Linked DNA regions of Danio rerio: region 2 is linked to region 1. A link is a contact called in public HiCAR-type data. All regions are on one chromosome and are shown on one strand. Each heading gives the region's core, a stretch centred on a gene start, on an enhancer-like site or on the middle of the called end of the contact. The rest is flanking DNA. Distances are from core to core; before and after follow the strand shown. Region 1 overlaps mecom (MDS1 and EVI1 complex locus). Region 2 holds the start of mecom (MDS1 and EVI1 complex locus).

Region 1 (2,751 bases), core at 128-2,627:
CTACCATACAGGCCTGATTTGGTTGGATTGCTGCACAGATGAAAAGTTCTCCTCTCTCCACAGAAGAACGCTGGACGTTAGATAGATTGACCAACAGGTTATTGATCACCTCCCTGACTAAGGCCCTTCTCCACCGATCACTCAGCTTAGATAGCCAGCCAGCTCTAGGAAGAGTCCTGGTGGTTCTAAACATCTTCCACTTATGATTGATGGAGGCCACTGTGCTCATTGGAACTTTCAGAGCAGCAGAAATTTTTCTGTAACCTTCCCTAGCCTTGTGCCTCAAGACAATCCTGCCTCGGAGGTCTACAGACAATTCCTTTGTCTTCATGCTCTGTTTGTGCTTTGACATGCACTGTCAACCCTGGGACCTTATATAGACAGGTGAATGCCTTTTCAAATCATGTCCAATCAACCGAATTCACCACAGGTGAACTCCAATTAAGCTGCTGAAACATCTCAAGAATGATCAGTGGAAACAGAATGTACCTGAGCTCAATTTAGAGCACAGGTGTCAAACTCAGTTCCAAAAGGGCCGCAGCTCTGCACAGTTTAGTTCCAACCCTAATTAAACACACCTGATGAAACTAATTGAGTCCTTCAGGCTTGTTTGAAACCTACATGTAAGTGTGTTGGAGCAGGGTTTGAACTAAACTGTGCAAGGCTTCGGCCCTCCAGGGATTGAGTTTGACACCCCTGATTTAGAGTGTCACGGTAAAGGCTGTGAATACTTCTGTAGATGTGATTTTTCAGGTTTTTTATTTTTAATAAATTTGCAACAATTTCAAAAACTCATTTTTTATATTGTCGTTATGGAGCGTTGTGTGTTGAATTTTAAGGAAATAAATTAATTTAATTAATTGTAGAATAAGGCTGTCACATAAAAATTGAAGCGCTTGAAGACTTAATTTAAAGATTACTAGTCAATGAACAATTGTATTGTAGATGGCTATATTATTGACATGTTTTACAGTACTACGAATTCGAAATTTCCAGCTTTTCCCATTTGGGTTTTAGAGACACTCTTCATTCTCCAGCATCACCTAATTTATGTTTTAAAAACGTTACCTTTGACACTGCTGTGGACTTTATCGCACCCAATGGCCGGCATACAGTGTGCCCTGTTTATATACATGTGTGTGTGTGGAAATGAAGGGGAAGTATCTGTGATTACCACAGCCCCAAATCATAAAACCCCTCCCGTTCCCCCTTCCCCCCCGAGGTGGCAAATTCCAACGGTCGGCCGTGTGCCGCACGGTGCCTGAGGCCACACTTCAGGAGAGACTTCTCAACCCTGAAAATCAGCGGTGTGAATACAAGTCCAGCACTTCCCACCTATGTTTTTTAAGGAAGAAAAAAAAAACGCATCCCCCCGTGGCCCCTATAAGTCTCACGGTTTGAATAGAGCATTGTACTGCAGACTACTGGTTCTGTTTTAGACCGGCCTGTGTTATTGCGCCCGAGTCACGTCTTGTCATTCCCGCTGTCAAAGCAATTAACTTCATGTTAGCCAGAGAACACAATCTATCTGTTTCACACCCCGACGGTCTGGCGCAACGGGTCCAGGCACTTACATGAGTGCGTTTCATATCCAAAACAGAAATGATGCTTGTACTAACCGATCCTCCAGGGAAGCATCATCTTTCAACATTAAAACTGTTTATGCTGAAATTTGTGATCTGTTTCTGGTAGCAGTAACAGTAAACTCCTCCTACTTTAATTTGATTGGCAGTGTCAATCATTTTGAATTTGACAGACACTGTTAATTGACCAGGCTATAAATATATCACTTTTACAGCTTTTTGAATTCTAACACTTAAAAATGATTCATTGGATTCACTATACTCAAACAAATTGCTCATGCCGCTTGTTTAAACTCATTTAACATGAGTTGAACCAACACAATTCTTTTTTTTTTTGACAACGTATTTGTTTTGTTAAATCTACTTAAATTTGTAAAACTACTAAGTTCACTTAATCGATTTTTGTTTGGACAGCATGAAGGAAGTAAGTGGAACCCAGCTTTTTTTCAGTGTATAAAATGTAATGTAAGTGGTTGCAAACAATCTATATGGCTGAATATAAACAATTTACGAGGTACACTTTTGTACTTTTTATTATGTACCATTAAGGTATTGATAAGGACCTTTAGTTATAAATGTATACCTTTTGAAAAGGTACTACCACAGTGACAGCACTTGTACCTTTATTTGTGCTTTTTCCAACTACTTAGTATAAATAATGGGGGGTGCTTATTTAATTTATCTTCAGTCTACTTAAATTTGCTAAAATGATTAAGTTAACTTAATCAATTTATGTTAAGACAATATGAAGGAATTGTGTTGCCTTAAAATTTTAAGTTGAGTCAACTTTTTTTTTTACAGTGCAGTTGTCATATGTCAACTCCAGTCTGACCCTCTCTTTCAACATAAACACTGAAAATGGGTTTTTGATGATTGTTCCAACTGTTTATTTAAAATGAGCTGAATTGTCACAAAATGTCACAACCACTTACTTTTATAAAATGAGTGAATCTAATGAAACGTTTTTTTCATTGAATCAGAGAAAACTTTTTTTGCTTCCCAATGATGAATGTGTGAAGATGCGACAACGTTGTCTGTTCGTATAGCTGTTTGCTCTATATTTCTATTGTAAAACCATAAAAACAGTTCATACAATTGTCACATGTCAACTCCAGTCTTTCCCTCTCTTTAAACATTAACACCCAATCAAAAAAATATTTTGATGTTT
Region 2 (2,751 bases), core at 179-2,678, 230 kb before region 1:
TCTTCTAATGCCAATGTATGGTTAAGCAAAGTAGAGGTAGCCACAACTGCACTGACAGCCATCCCCCCCCCCCAACCCCCCCCCCCCTTTCTCTCTTGCTCACACTTTTTTTTCTTCTGTTTTTGTTTGTCTTACAGAAGTTGCATGCAGTGCAATGGTGTACTTATTCTTTTGTGCATATATTTTATTTAGTATAAAATAATAACAAATTATGTTTTATATAACTTTTATATATTATATTGTATATATATATATTATATTTTGTGTTTCAATCTAATAAGTTGCATGCATGTATGTGAATAAATATTGGCCCATTTTATTGTTCTTTTGATATGCAAGACAAATTCTTATTTGGGCAATTTAGCTGAGTTTTAGATCAATTCTAATATGGCTTTATTAGATATCAAGATATTTTTAATGATCACTGATATTTGATAATTGCATCATGATTTGTATATTTAAAGAACCATCATTTTCTCCTCTTCTGTTTACTCTTGTGGGTTTTATTCGAGTAAGCTTTAGTAAGTGCTGGTCAGCTCAGATAGTCGTGGGCGGCAGCTGATGTTTGTTCTGCGCCATTCATTTTTATGCAGAGTGATGTCAGATTAATTGGATCCGTTTTAGAAATACTTAGCAATCAATACCGCCAGTGAGGGGCAAGCGACCCTTTTAAAGGTTCATGGGCAAGGTCAACGTGATGTCACGCGCTTCTAATTAATGGACAATTAACTTAATGACCCAAGAGTTTCACAAATTCTCACCCGTCTTGAAAACTAATAATAAATAACATAAAGCTAATAAATTCGTTATACAGGTCCAGGATAATTTATCATATCAGATAAAGGTCTACAGTGCAATACATTTAATTTGAAGATTGCTGGACATCGATGAAAAGGCATCAGAGATCACATTTCATTTCACATAAAAATTAGAGTAGCCTATATTTGTGATAAACAACTCAACTGCTACCTGATAACATTAACACCTTTGTTTTACACACTTGGAAATAATTGATTGTTTTACAGTTTTCATTTTTTAATTCTGTATCAGTGTATTTGGTCATTAACTGGCATTAAATCATAAAGAGAGAGACTAAACTTTACAGATTAATAATTGTCGCATAAAGGAAAAAAATATTCAGCGGGCTGCCCTCGGTACAGACTGCCCACGCGCCTGCTGAGGGAGGGGGAGAGAAGTAAAAGTTTATCATTTTCATAAATTCATAACGATGGTCAAGTCTCAATTAAACAACATAAAACGTTTAATGAAAACGTTTTACAATAGTCATTTACCCGAACAGTGATTAATGCGTCTTCATTTAAAACACAAAAGACCGGGCGCCTTGGACGCTCGAGACTGCTTCATTATAATTAATGTCTCCGGTTCCTCGTGCACCCGGAGGTCGCGAATAGCTCCGTCCCGCGCCCACTGATCTCTGAAGATCTGACACGAGAGGGATCTCGCCGGCTATTGCAACCTGACAAGATCTGTAATACTTGGGTGATGAATCGTTCCAAACTTTTTTGACGATGCTGGCAGCTCGGGGCTGTGCGCATGTGCGAAGGTGTCCAAACTGACAATGCTGGAGAGATAGTGCGTCTGGGATTGAGAATCACAGAGAAAAAGGACAGAGGAAAAAAGAAAAAGGAGGAAAAGATTCGAGAAAAAATCCGACGAACCCACGCCGAAAGACGGGCATCATGAGGTCCAAAGGCAGGGCAAGGAAACTGACCACTGGTAGGTGCAACATCTCCTTTTTAGCCCTTTTCAAACTGCCATCTTGTCCATGTTTATGATGCATAGAAACATTTTAGTCTCTAAACAGTTACAGTCAGCAGAGCCCAGCAATATTACTTGCTTGCGGAGGTTGAGGAAAAGCTAAACGAGAAGCGTCGCTCGCGATCGGACATGGCAAACCTAGATTCGAAACTGGCATCAAAGTTGCGCGTGGCGCGCAAACTTTTTAACTATCGCATGCTGTAATCGCGTTCTCTATTCGAGCCCCGAGCGCCCCGGTGTTCGATAAAAAAACACCTCCGTGCAAGTTTCTACGGCTCCGGTCACATCAATTTGCAGCAGCGACTTTGAAAAGACAGCTTCGCCTATAGTCGACAACAGAAAGCCAGCTGCGGAGGCACGCTTTTAAATGCAAACAGGTAGCTTACCATCTGATGTTACGACAGGCAATCTAATGAACTGCACATATGCTAGATTAACAGGACTGTGATAAAAAAGTGCTTTGAAGTATTTTTGATTTGTGGACATTTCTTTTTTTTTCCCTGTGCAATTGTCGAAAGTGGTTGTGCAACAAGTGATCAAATCCCGTTATGAATTTTTGTTCCGGTATGAACAGCCTGGAGAAATGTTTTTGTTTGTTATGGCCCTCTAAACGGTCGGCTGTAATCTTAGCTTTTGATTACGGGTTGCCTTAGGCGCTTGTTTGAGTTGACGTTCAATGCGTGTGTTCAATGCCACGCCACAACACAAGCTCAAACGCCGAAACTCAACATCAAGTAGTTAGTGGGAAGCTGTTCCCCTCCTCAATAGATTTATTCGGAACGAATGTATTTCGCTCAGGTCTGTGAATAATTCGGCCCCCTCGTGCGCAGTGGGCTGCAGAGTCTGATTTGAGCAATTTTCTTAACTTTTCTTTTTTGTTGCTCTTTTGCAATAAACAACGAAAATCCATGCAATATTTCCATATTTCACAGTGCTTATAGGCATCGGAGCAGAGATAAAAGTTTTTTTAAG

What was found. HiCAR-type assays count read pairs that join an accessible place to other places.
Region 2: a HiCAR-type map of caudal fin shows a contact between it and region 1, with 10 times the contacts expected there. The contact joins the promoter of mecom here to the enhancer-like site in region 1. A contact is called at or near these places in 7 of 18 Hi-C or Micro-C datasets (caudal fin, embryo and hematopoietic stem cells) and 2 of 4 datasets of contacts at active chromatin or transcription factors (caudal fin and embryo).

Annotation. Positions count from the first base shown.
Region 1 is chr15:38,098,832-38,101,582 of GRCz12tu, reverse strand. The region is part of intron 2 of mecom (MDS1 and EVI1 complex locus); the gene reads left to right. Among named protein-coding and RNA genes, the nearest start is that of egfem1, 220 kb to the right of the region's middle. Within about 2 kb of position 1,377, at least 5 of the 62 cell types and tissues checked have an H3K27ac peak or open chromatin away from gene starts, as enhancers often do.
Region 2 is chr15:38,330,862-38,333,612 of GRCz12tu, reverse strand. It overlaps mecom (MDS1 and EVI1 complex locus), which reads left to right and starts at 1,428. Exons shown (of 16, transcript XM_073923918.1): 1 at 1,428-1,737. The coding sequence starts at 1,701.